Regions from separate parts of the Mus musculus genome. Here regions 1 and 3 are each linked to region 2. The links are chromatin contacts, called in public HiCAR-type maps. All regions are on one chromosome and are shown on one strand. The core of a region is the stretch at or near the end of the contact, and the rest is flanking DNA. Distances in the headings are between cores, read along the strand shown.

Region 1 (4,270 bases), core at 178-2,677, 2.6 Mb after region 2:
TTTTTTTTGTAAATTAGTGATGTTAGTGTTATTTTCCAGTGTGGGAATGATTTCATAAAAATATCAAATTACTTATTTTCAGTAAATAGTAAGACTTTAGAATACAAATCTATAATTTATACCAAAGCCACAATTTATATTATTTCTTTCTAGATGATAAAGTGGTTAGCCTATGAAGGACAACTAAAACTTACTTTAGAATATTATACATTGTAATGAATTAATTAATACACATGGTACCAATAATTCTTAGATATATTTTTACAAGCTTTTGGTGTTTGTTCTGTTTTTCAGTCACAATATTTGATGATGCATGTTTTTGACCTCACAAAAAAAATCTAGTATCATTTAGTACATATTTTCTTATTTTTCCTACATAAAAGTGAGCCTTATCTGTACTTCAAGTAATAGTTATTTAAATCAGTAGCTTAGGGTAATTTTAGCAAATTTGAAATTCCCCACCACATAACACAAAGGAAACCCTGTATGATAAACCCGGTCTGCATACCATCATTTATATTGCACATGTTTTTGAAAATAGAACTTAAGAGAAAAACCATTGAAAAAGTACCTTTAGATGATTTCCATAAGACTGAATTCCTTAACATGTGTCATTAGTTTGCCCACAGTGATGAGTATCTTCTGGGAAATAAAAGGCCTTCAAGAAGTGAGAGTTTGTTAATAGGTCATCAATTTATATTCTGTTCACAAGATTCCGAAATACTTGATAATGTATGAAAAATTAAGTCCTGCATATGTGTTCCTAATCACGCACTTGTTTTGAACTACAGAGTGGACTGAACAGGGAAATGAAAATAAACATTTTTCACTTCATTTATTGCTGCCATATAGACATGACCTTACAGGACATATTTCTAGTTTGTTAAAAGTAGCCATAATCATTCCTATTCATTTTCTTTCAGAACCAAGCAAAATAAAGAATTACATACGTCTATCCATGACTTGACTTACTGTAATAAGGCATTTCAAACATTTCAAGAATGGCATGAGCAGCCCATCAAGGATGAGTCTCAATGGCACAATTTAATCATTTACAGAATAAAGAGCTGCCTTTGTTCTGCTATGTCCCTTAGGAGATTTAAAACACATATTCCAACTTTTGAACATGCCAGACAGGATTAAAATATTAATTTATACATATGAATATATAAATATTTGAATATATACACACACACACACACACATGTATTAATTATCCACCACTTTCTCTATTTTAAAAACTTTCTCTCATCTCTGGCCAGGAAAGATAATATTTACATCACAGTTCATATTGTCCTTTTAACTAGAATACCTGCTATTGCTTGAGACTGACATCATGTACTGAAAGATGAAGGAGCAAATCCACTTCATAAGAAGACTTCACCTGCAGTGACAGAGGAGAGGGAAAGCAGGGCGAGAGAGCACTTAGCAATTTTAAGAGCAACAGTTTACCAGGAACCCTCTACTTAATATTCTGCTTGATCTGCCAAGTTTATAGCCTGGCAAATCTGAATACAAATGTCTATGCAAATGAGGATTCATTATTCTTACAAGGTCTTTGTATTGAAGCTTAAGGTAACTTGGTTCCTATGGGTGCTCAGAGAATGTCAATTGCAAGACAGAAAGGATGAAAAGAAGAAAAATAGAAATGGAAACAAATGTTTAACAGGCATCGAGCTTGAAAGGTGGTGATGTACAGGCACAATGCATTGTCACTGCATACCCTTCTCATTGCCTGTTCTACGCTATTTACTCCTCCTCAGCAACAGAGAAGTTAACCAGTCAAGAACATTCCAAATACAGAGGAAATATAATATTCTTCTCTTACTGATTATAACACATTTTCCCATTATAAAACCAATCCTTCAATTGTCAAAAATTTATCATTCTTTTATAATTAAAGAGCTTATGGGTTGGTGGAATTTTGATCTCTAAGAAGACAGTTAATGCCTAATACCACCCTGCACACCAACTCCCTTCCTTTCATTATTGATTTATTGCCATATAATCCAGAATTGACATATTTAAAAGTCTAAAATTAATAAAATATACATCGAAAAAATCACAACAGTGCATCACCTTTCATTTATTACCATAACATGCTGCATGCAAAGATTGCAAAAGCCCCAAGTTAGAGGAGATTCTGAGAGTCTGCAAGTGATAATTATAGCTCATATACCGTAGTCTATTGTCCCGATGGATGAATCTTTTGCATGGTTAGCTCTTGTTTACATATAAATACCTTCTCTGGAAATAAAAATGTGTAGAAGGGCACAGGAGCTGCAATGCTTAGCAGATAAAATGATCCCAAGATCATGCAGAAAGGCTTGTTTCTTCATCCATAAGTAAAGCACATTTGCATCCATTCAGTCAAATTAGCTCCATTTAAAAGGTGGTTATAATTAGCTCCTTTTTCTCGTTCACGGGTGAAATTCTTGCATGCCTTCTATTTTGATTAAATCCACCGTTGTCTTCCAATAGCTAGTGCTAATTCTTCCAAGGAAATCTTCACTTGAGGTGTTATTTTATTCTGCATCTCCGTTAGTTGTCTAATTTACGCCAAGTCCCTGCAGTGTTTCCTTAAGCCATCCTCTTTGTCTTGCCTTTGAAATTTACCAAATCTTACAAGAAATCAATACTTAATTGATTATTCACTTTTCTGCAGCTTCAAACAGCAAGCACACATAAGATCCTAGAGAAGTACCCAATTTCCAGTGCAAGAGGTTCTTTGGTGGCAGAGCTCTGCAAGTGTCCAACAGCAGGCATTCCATGGAGTGGTGTACTGGCGTGTGGTGCCAGCGTATGATAAAGAAAACAAAGATATTCTAATGAAGCAGGGAAACTTCCTGGGTGATGCATAACTGTCTCCGGGCTTTGGATAAAAGGCAGAAACAGGAGCAACTGGATCCCACAGTATTATAATTATAATAATTGTTATTGCATTACTCCTTTTTCCCCCCTTTACTCTTGTCTTCCCATTGATGTGGAATATCCCAAGTGCCACTGAAGTCAGAGAACTCCGCTCCGGAAAAGGGGTGAGGCTGGCAGTGTACCTCTGGCATAGGATAAGGATGACAGGCACGTAACATTACAGAATAGGACAAATTCAAGCGAAAGAGAGGGAGAGACCAGGAGAGGGAGAGCTGGAGACAGATGGCGAGTCTGGCTAGAAGCCAAACCCAGTGAAATGAATTACATTGCTGAATAACTGTACACCATTGATTCTGCCACTTGTTGCTGCATGGGGAAAAAAAAGCCTCAGTGTATGCTGGAATTTGTAATATTGCAGGCAACTTTCACACACATAACTCAGTAGTGACAAAGGCATGTGATATGCTGTCTTGGATAGGTACATAGGTTTGTGTAAAAGAGGTTGTATGCGTGTGCTGAGAAAGCAACCCTGAGAGTGTATGTCTATGTAAGTGGGCAATGAGAAAATCAACCTTTGCAATCCAGTCATTTTTATTTAATGAAGAAGGAAGACTGGCATTCAGGGATGCGGTTATGTGCCACATATTAATGTGTGCTCACTAGCCCTCCTCCCCCACTTAAAAAATGAGTGGCATAAGACTGAAGTCCTCTATAGATTAACCACGTGGGAGAGGCACCTCATGAGAGAACCTGTCATCTCAAAACCTACCTATGTAGTGCAAGGAATCTACAGGAGAAGGCAGTGCTCTCTGAAGTGAGGAATCAAGGCTTCCAGGATAGGGTATTTGGGTGTTTTCAAAAAGACAGCCAGTTTCAGCAGATTGTTCAATAAATGCCTCATACCCAGGATGAAGGCAGACATTACAGGATGCCCAGGGGGCTTTGGAAATCAAATACAATGTTTGAGTAGCACAATTTGAGGTACATTATAAAAAAGCAATTTGAATTGCCAATGAGGCGACACATATCTGCATGCTAATTAGACCCCTGTCAGGCTCAGTCTGCAGGCTGGTGGGGGTGGTAAGATTTGCTTGGAGCACTGTGGAGAGATTGTTTCTGCATAAATTATCAGCTTTGTCTACTGATCATTTCCCAAACAAACATGAAGAGTAAGATCAAAAGGCGATTCTAAAATTAAAATTATTGATTGACAAAGCCTCGGCTTCAGATTCTAATTAGAAGAGGCACAAACAAAAGCTGATATTATTACTGATTGTGCCTGTGCTAGCAGCGGATTGTGCAGGGTTTGTAATTTATCTTTGTTTATGCAGCCAGGATATTAAAAATGTAATTAAAATAGTAAAATGATCTGATCAGAAATAGCCACCTAGTGGCAAGT
Region 2 (3,907 bases), core at 785-3,284:
ACACACACACACACACACACACATATATATATATATATATATATATATATATATATATATATCATCAGTTATTTTTCAGAAAAATAATTGATTCATTAAGTATTTTAAAATTAGGGAAGGTGAGGGAGTGAGGACTTTTACAATCTTATTCTTAGTTTCCTTTATTAGGAAATCTCAAGTGTTTAATGTGTGAAATAAAAACATATTCAAGATACAGTAACAACAATACACAAACAGAAATAACCTGAGTTCCTGGAAACCCCAGAGAGAGTTCCTCGAGCGGGCTGTTTTGTAGTGGGCAACCTGTCCTTCTGCCCAGATACTGCAGTTGGAAACAAAGGAGCAAACTGAGATCTTCCTAAAGCGAATTTCTAAACCAAGTAAACACACAAGAATTAGCCTGATATCAGAGAATCTCTAACACTGGGAAGGGAAACAGGCACACTTGTCATTTGTAGGTTAAAGGCCCTCCTGATTTTCACCGATTTACCTTTTCACTGAATAAAATGGCATGGCCATTGAGTCGAACATACTGTCATCTTCAAGTATGGAGATGACAGCTCTTCTTATATACGGAATGTTGGCCCCCAGATTCCACACAATCCAGTTTACTGCAACTACTCTGTAGTTGAGGCACACATTTGAGCCACCCACTACAGCCATCTTACCTGCTTCATATCTTACTCAAACTTATGTCCCCAGCTGAGAATAAGGGCTTGAGCTGGGGGTGGAAAGGGTAGTGGGTGGGGGTAGCTCATGTGTGTGAGGGTATGAGGAGCCTGTACATAAGGAGACAATCCTGGGCATGCTCAAATAATCAAAGTCTGAGATTGGGGTCACCTTGGCTTTCTGTCTGCCAACAGGAAAGCCCCAGCTTAGGGTTACTGAGGAAACCTGAGGCATACACACTACTTGGTTTTGGAATGGTTACACTAAACTCTGACAGCTAATTTTCTTACACCCCAGCTGAACTAGAAATATTTGGAGAGACTGCCGTTTCCTTTTCCTGTACCCATGTATGCAGAGAGAACAGTCTGCATAGCCCAACATATTCTGTTATTCCACTCAAGCAAGCCTTTCGTTAGCCAACCAGGGTGACAGCAAGAAAAACACTTCGGGAAAACCATGTCTGTCCGGAGCTGAAAGCGGGACGTTTATTCCTTTGTACAGCTACAGGGGTGTGTTAAGGGAAACCCTCTGTGAGGCACAGCCCTTCTTGGGTCCTTAATGAACTCAGTCATGGAACTGAAGAAGGGAAAAAGACGATGAGATACAGCATCTCTGAAAATCAATGAGCTGATTGGCAGAGAAGATGGAAAATAAAGGTAGAAGTTGCCAAGTGCAGCCCACCTTAGGCAGAACTCGGGAGGGGAGCGAAGTTCTCACTGCACCCTGACTCCCAAAGGAACTGTATTGAAGCAAGCAGGTGTCATGACATTGAGATGAGAGAAGAAACACACAGGTATCACACCAGAGATGACAGAGAAGCAAGGAGGACGTGTAGGGGAGAGATTACGGATTACTGCCCTAACTGCTTCAAAGGACACACGCCTCCCAAGCCTGAGAAAGACTGATGGAAAGTAGAAGACACAAAGGTTAAATGGACATTCAGACGGTTTTACATTTCTAATAGTCATCAGTGTTTAAACCAACCTGCTACGGAAATGGCTGGTCGCCTTTAAGAGCTGGGGGCTGAAAAGCCCCTTTGTTTCTTCCGAACACCTCTTTTCCCATTTCAATTCAAGGCTAATCAACCTTTCACTCCCTTGCTCCATTTCCCACTGTAGAATGCAGCGGGTTAATTCTTCTTTCCCGGATCCTACAAAGCTAGCCCCAACCAGGCGGAAAGCCGTCTTGGATCGGAAAGCGCGGGTCAGCGGCTTACCTTCAGGATGGAGAGACGCGTCCCGGCTGCCCCTGGCTGCAGTCCTGCCCGCCTGGCCGCGTGTGCTGGGCTCTGGGCTCGCAAGGCCCCCGCCCCACCTGCAGCTGCAGCGGCCGCTGGCTACTCCAGGCTGGCTGCATGAAGTCATCGCCCGCCGGAGCAGCGCACTCGGTGCGAACCGCGGGGGGAGACTCGCCGCTCTGTGTTCCAGGAATTGCGTCTGCCAGCTGCACCCGAAAGACGCTGCTCCCCGGAGTGGAGGCTGATTTTCTCTGACCGATTTTACACCCGCAGCATTGCCGGATTGTGCAACAAAACAGAAGGGGCAAACAGACCTTCTTTGCAGAGAGTCCTTGATCTCCGCCCTCCCCTGTCACTATCGCTGTTTGGATAGCTCCATCTGACTGTGTAGGTTTCCCACCCTCTCCATCTTCCTTATCAGTACTGTTCATTTCGCCGAATCTGAGGGATGATTGTCTATTGAAATAAACAGTCATATACTCCGAAAATATTAAAATGGGCAACCGGCCTTTTTAAGAACCCTCATAACATGAGTCATTTGATTTTTAACACAGAGTAAAAACAGTTATGAACGCTGAAGATTGTGGACTTCCATTTTCTTGCTATTGTGATAGAATGGGGTTCTTCCAACCCAGTGAAAGGAGGAGAGCAGTGAAATCACCCAAGGACACTGAGAAGGGTCATTCCAGGATTTTAGTTCTGTTTGCTAGTGGACAGATGCGCATCCCAGCTCTCTCCTTGTACCCTACAGTCCTTGCTTTTGGGCTAGACTGCCTGGGTGAAAGCAATAATATTTGAAAAAACAAGAGGCAGATTTCACATCTGCAGATACCTGTAACTCCCAAGGGATTTCTCAGAATTTCCCTTGGTGACAAACTAAGCATGGATGCACACAAGCCTCTTGTCCTTGCTTCCTTAAATTGGCTCTCCCTCCATGCGTCTGTAAGACCCGAAAAGCCTTAGGTCCGTTATGTCCCACACTCACAGAGACGCAGAGACAAAGATTGATGCAAAAAACAAGAGGTTTATTGATCCAGCATGCTGGGGTCATCCTGAAATCAGGATAGAAGCAACCCCGAGTAGCTAAAGCACACACCTTTTATACATTCTTAAGAGCAGTTTTCAGTCACAGTTTAGCAGTTTATCATTAGTTAACCTTTAACGGCATTAAGGGGACAGACTTAAGGACCGGAGACATTGAGTGGGTTTTTCTAAACAATCAGAGGACTATCTCTTAGCGCACCTTGCAGTGAGGCAAATTCTGGGAAAAGAACATATTTACTTAACTTTTTACAAGAGTGGTCATTTTGAGCTACCACAAATCTTGCACATCTCCTTTTGCTTCCTTCCAAGGTACTGGCTAACCAACAGTTAGGTGATTGGTAGTACAAAGGGCGAAAGGCAGCTTAGGATTTTCTCTTTTTGGTGCTTGGCCAGGGTTTCTTTTCCAAGCAAGTCATTTCCAAGCAGGGAGTTTCCTTATCACTAGTATTCTGCAGTGTATGTGCCTCATTCCTCATATCTTGGCCTTCCTCGTGAGCATCATTAGAGGTTGCCAGTATTACCCTGGGAATCTGTCCAGCATAAGGGCAAGGAAGAAACTAAAAGACAAAAAAAACTTCATACTCCTCTATCAATTCCAGAAGAGAGTCAGTAATAGAGCCACCAGAGTTAACAAAAAACAAAATTAATAATTCTGAGAATTATTAATGCAGGATTAATTAGTGCAGGATGTATACACTTGAAATTTGAGACAGCTTAGTGCATCTCTGCACTCATTTTCATAAAATCAAGCCCTTTCTCCTATCACAGATTGCTGGATTCTTAGCTTGCATCATAGAGGTATATGCCTCTCGTTCACAACTGCAGAATAAGGCTGAGAAGTAACATCTTTAGTTTCACTAATATGTGGCTGGCATTAGCATTGAATGTGCACTTTAAACAGAAATGTGGGAAGAAACCACAGCAGTGTGGTGGTTGGATTAGGTACAACCACCACAG
Region 3 (4,281 bases), core at 705-3,204, 2.5 Mb before region 2:
ATGGAGAGCCCAGAGTTTGATAGTGGGTGCTTTCCTCAATTGCTCTGCACCTCATTTTTGAGTCAGGATCTTTCACTGAACCTGGATGTCCCTGATTGAGCCTGGTCCCCAAGTCCCACTGATCGCTCCATCTCCACACCCCCAGATCTGAAATAGCAGATGTGGCTTCAACATCTGGCTTTGTAAGTGGTCCCTTTCTAGGGATCCCAATCCAGGTCCTCTTGTGTGTGCAGCAAGCACTGCATCAACTAAGCCCCACAGAATGCATTTTTTTAAGAGCAAAAAATAGATACAATAACTTCCTATATCTAATTTAGAAGATCATTGTGGGATTCAATGAGGTAAGTCATTGTGGTGGTTAATCTTGTCAGCTTTACAGGACTTGGTGTGTCTTAGGGAAAGGTGTTCCCAGAGAGGCTTATCTGAGGAGGGGAGGCTCTTGCTGCCCTTGGGCAGTGCCATAGCATGGACTGGGATATTGGAATAAAAAGGACTAAACACCTCTCATCCATCCCGACTGTCAATGCCGTGTGACCGACTTCCTCACGCTGCTGCCTTCTGCGCCATGGTAGACTGGACCCTCAAAGCATGGCTCGAACCAAAGCCTTCATTCCCTGAGTCGCTGCTGTTGCCAAACATTTTGTCACAGCAATGAGAAAAGTCACTAGTACAGCCTGGTGGTGAAATCCAGACCTTTATAAGTTCTCAAACCAACGAACCTCTCACCGTCCTCTAAATCCAGCCAAGTTGGATCCTGCATCCTTATTCTCAAAGTACCTTTCCAAGCTGAAGACTGAGTTTAATATCTCCTACACATCCTCCTCTGCAACGTATTAACATTCCTTTCTCCTTTACTCAACTCCCTATTCCCACCCCTTTGCTCCTAATGAGCCGTTTTTATCCAGCCAACTTCACACTACCTGAGTGAATGTGTGTATGTTTAATATCACTCGTGCCTGTTCTTCCCCATTAGAGAAAACAAATGAACTTGTCAGACAAATAACTGTTTGGTTTAGAGTTCAGTGGACTTGGCTCAGAAGTCCTGAGTGTCACATCTGGACTGGTTATTTGTTTCCACACTGTCTATCCCCATTTCCGGGTTGCTTGTTTAATAAGTTAAAATTCAAGGCCAACAAAACCCTTGTCAGATTTATCTGCAGCTTGTTCCAGGCAATATTCGAGTCCTCCCCACCCCACCCCACTCCCCCACACAATCTCCCCTCCCACTCCCTCCCCCAGTGCCCAGTGGGTGAACCCGAACCATAGTGGATACGCCTTGGAAATTCCAAGTTAAAAGCATTTTCACCTGATTCTCAGGCAGACCCACACGCCAGTAGCTGCTCTGGGGTCTCTGTCCTCGTAAGTGGCAAGGAAGAACAGGGTGTGGGAGGCTTGCAGCCCTGGAATAGTCTTGGACCCTATTGGAATAGGGATTCCCCATCCTCCAGACCTTCTGAATGTGCGTAGGCAAGTGTTGTATTACCATACAACCAGCACATTCTCTTGGGGAGCTTTGGGCAAGGCTATTTACAACCTACATACCTGGGCCCCACCTCTCAGAGTCTCCTGTGTTTACTTTGGAGTCCAGCCAGGACAAAGGGCTCCTACAAGCTCCTCAAGTTCTTACTCTGCATCAGATCAAAGTGAAAGGTGTCCTGCAAATTGCAGTCCTTGAAGGTTAAGCAACCATCTGGGTTAAACTTGACCTTTGCAGGCTGTCCTGGGACCCTAAGGCAGTTCCCCATAGACTGCTTCTTAAGGGACAATGGGCTAAGGAGACAACCTCAGTCACAGAGTTTTTGGTCACCAGCCCTGATTTTGCGAAGCTCCAGCTCCTTGCCCTGCAGCTGGCAGCCACATTAGCCTCGCAGCAACCCCCCCCCCGACCCCGCCCCACCCTTCTCGCTCCGCCCAACCCCGCCCGTTGGCACCGCCCCCGTGACGTGCCGCAGCAGTCGCGAACATGCGCACTGAGTCCCGCGCGCTGCTCCGCCTCGGCGCTGTCATTCTCCGCGGCGCGGCGGCCAGTGCGGACTGCGGTTCCCGCCCGGCGCGCGGGTGCTGTGACTGCTCCTCCGGGGCGGACTGGTGACTCTGCAGCGCTCTGGAGCCTCTCGTGCGGGGACTCCGTGGTGTCGCATTCCCTCAGAGAGGGAGACACGCACCCGGAGCTCCGAGCACAGCTCTCAAGGGCTGGCGGCCACGACGGCGTTTGCTCGGGTTCCCGGTGCAGTCCGAGTCTCTGCGGCCGCCCGGTGCGCCCGGGAGAGCGCACCTCCCCCGGCACGGCAGAACCGAGGCGACGAGGATCAGGAGGGTCCTGCGCCCGCTACCACTGCCCACCGCGGGCCAGCCCGGCTGCGAGCAGCGGAGTTGCAGCGCTTTTTAGAGCTCTGGAGCCCCAGAAGACCTCTGCGAACCAGTAAGTTGACTGTAGTTTCTGAAGTTTCGGGCAGCGTGGGAAGGACAGGTTCGTTTTATTCCTGTGGTTCCAGGCCGAGGTTTTACCTCCCGTTAGCGGGGCTGCGGCTGGAGGAAGGCGTACTGGACTGTAAAGGATGGGGCATGGCATTCGAAGACTCAAGGCTGGAGTCTAGGGCTGGCTCCTGCCTCTCCCGAATGTGCCAGCTGGAAATGTGCTAGGGGAGACAGGTGCTCCGAGGGCATTTGGCCCGCCGCTAAATTGCACATTCTGAGCTCCTTGATTTTGCGCCGCGTGGGGTCAGGGACGTCAGCCACCTCCATCCTAGGAAGCTCTGCCTACATCCCCTCCATCCCCTCGGAGGACTGGCACAGAGATGAGAAGCTGAGACATTGCTGCTCGGGCCTGCAGGCTTTCTGCACATCCCACTTCACTCTTCCCTTAGGCAGAAGTTGCCAACCTCCCATAATTGGAGCCTAGCCCTTTAGGGAAAAACAACTTATGTGTCAAATGAGTGTTTTGTGCTCCAAGGCATAGAAAATGAGAAAAGTGCTCTATGCGTTTTAATTCATATGCTTTAAGAATGTGGGCAAGTCTCAAAGAAACAGGATTCCGAGGATGGCTGAGTTGTCCTGCATCTCTTATGTAAGCCTCCTGGCTGGGTACCTTTGCATCTGCAGGGGCTGCATCTGGGCCTCTACTCACTCCATTTTTTTTTTCAAGTCCAGCTTGAGCCGTATTTAATAAAAACGTTGACATGATATAGTGGTTCGTAGTCAGAAACAGGGCAGTCTTTAAATTAGACTGTCTTCTCCTAATAGGGAGCATGGGAGGAAGAACTTGGTGTATTTTTTTCAAGGCAGTTCAAGGAATTAGATACATAAATCATGCTTTAAAATACCATACATTGTACAGAGAGCATGCACAGAACCCTCTTTAGAACACATCCCCTTTTGTTTTAGTAAAAGTGGAGATTTGCTCATACCAGACAATTGTTGAGTCTGAAAGTGAAGTGCACTGATGGCCTTAATTATCTTAATAAACAAAGAGCATGATTTATAGGTAGCTACAGTGGCCTACTTTGAAGGGTAGAAATCTTTAACCTTTCATTCTCAGCTGCCCCTAGAGATTCCTTTTAAGCAGAGCAATGGATTAATGCCATTGATGTTTAATACTTGAGTTGATTAAATTTGTAAAAGGAATTCTTTGAAATACCATACAGCCCTGCTGTGTGACTGATAGGCAGTGACTGTTATAAAGAAAGATAATATTTAGAGTACCAGCTTTGCATTAACCAAACAGCTCATATTGCAGCTGCCCTGTGATACACATGTATCCATAGATGGAAAGAAATATGCACACAGAAAAATATATACATGCATATGGATTTGAAATAAAAACTCAGGGATGTGAGTCAATGTGAGATTTATTTAGGTGACCTTTAGAAAGAGGCATGTATGGGTTAGAGTGCTTCAGTGGATATAACAAGATGAACTAACTAGTTATAGGCACCTGGTTTAAGCATAGTTATTATTTTAAGGATTCTAAGAAAAAAGAAAGATTATTTTAACGTTGAAAAGCTAGTTATCACATTGTAGTTTATAGGAGCATTGAGTGCTGACCCCTAGAAGAAATTTTGTCCAAGTGTGGGCTTTCAAGAGACCAGGCTGTTGGCACTATTGCTGGCTTTGAATCTGAGCAATACCGGAATTCTGTGCCCGGCGTCTCCATCTGTAAAATAGGTGGGTGTAATTGCAGTACCTTCCTGGTTGGGTTGTGCGAGGCTTAAGTGGAATCCTGATGAGAAGGTATTGAGCTGGTGTCAAGTATCGTAGGCTGACTTTGGGGAAAAAGTTTCA

What was found. HiCAR-type assays count read pairs that join an accessible place to other places.
Region 1: a contact with region 2 is called in a HiCAR-type map of astrocytes, with 7 times the contacts expected there. The contact joins the promoter of 1110015O18Rik here to the promoter of Pkia in region 2. A contact is called at or near these places in 2 of 115 datasets of contacts at active chromatin or transcription factors (astrocytes and embryonic forebrain).
Region 3: a HiCAR-type map of astrocytes shows a contact between it and region 2, with 12 times the contacts expected there. The contact joins the promoter of Pag1 here to the promoter of Pkia in region 2.

Annotation. Positions count from the first base shown.
Region 1 is chr3:4,795,865-4,800,134 of GRCm38.p6, reverse strand. 1110015O18Rik (RIKEN cDNA 1110015O18 gene) reads right to left here and starts at 1,427. Exons shown (of 4, transcript NR_045272.1): 1 at 1,313-1,427; 2 at 572-658.
Region 2 is chr3:7,364,731-7,368,637 of GRCm38.p6, reverse strand. Pkia (protein kinase inhibitor, alpha) reads right to left here and starts at 2,034. Exons shown (of 3, transcript NM_008862.3): 1 at 1,886-2,034.
Region 3 is chr3:9,831,352-9,835,632 of GRCm38.p6, reverse strand. It overlaps Pag1 (phosphoprotein associated with glycosphingolipid microdomains 1), which reads left to right and starts at 1,954. Exons shown (of 9, transcript NM_001195031.1): 1 at 1,954-2,422.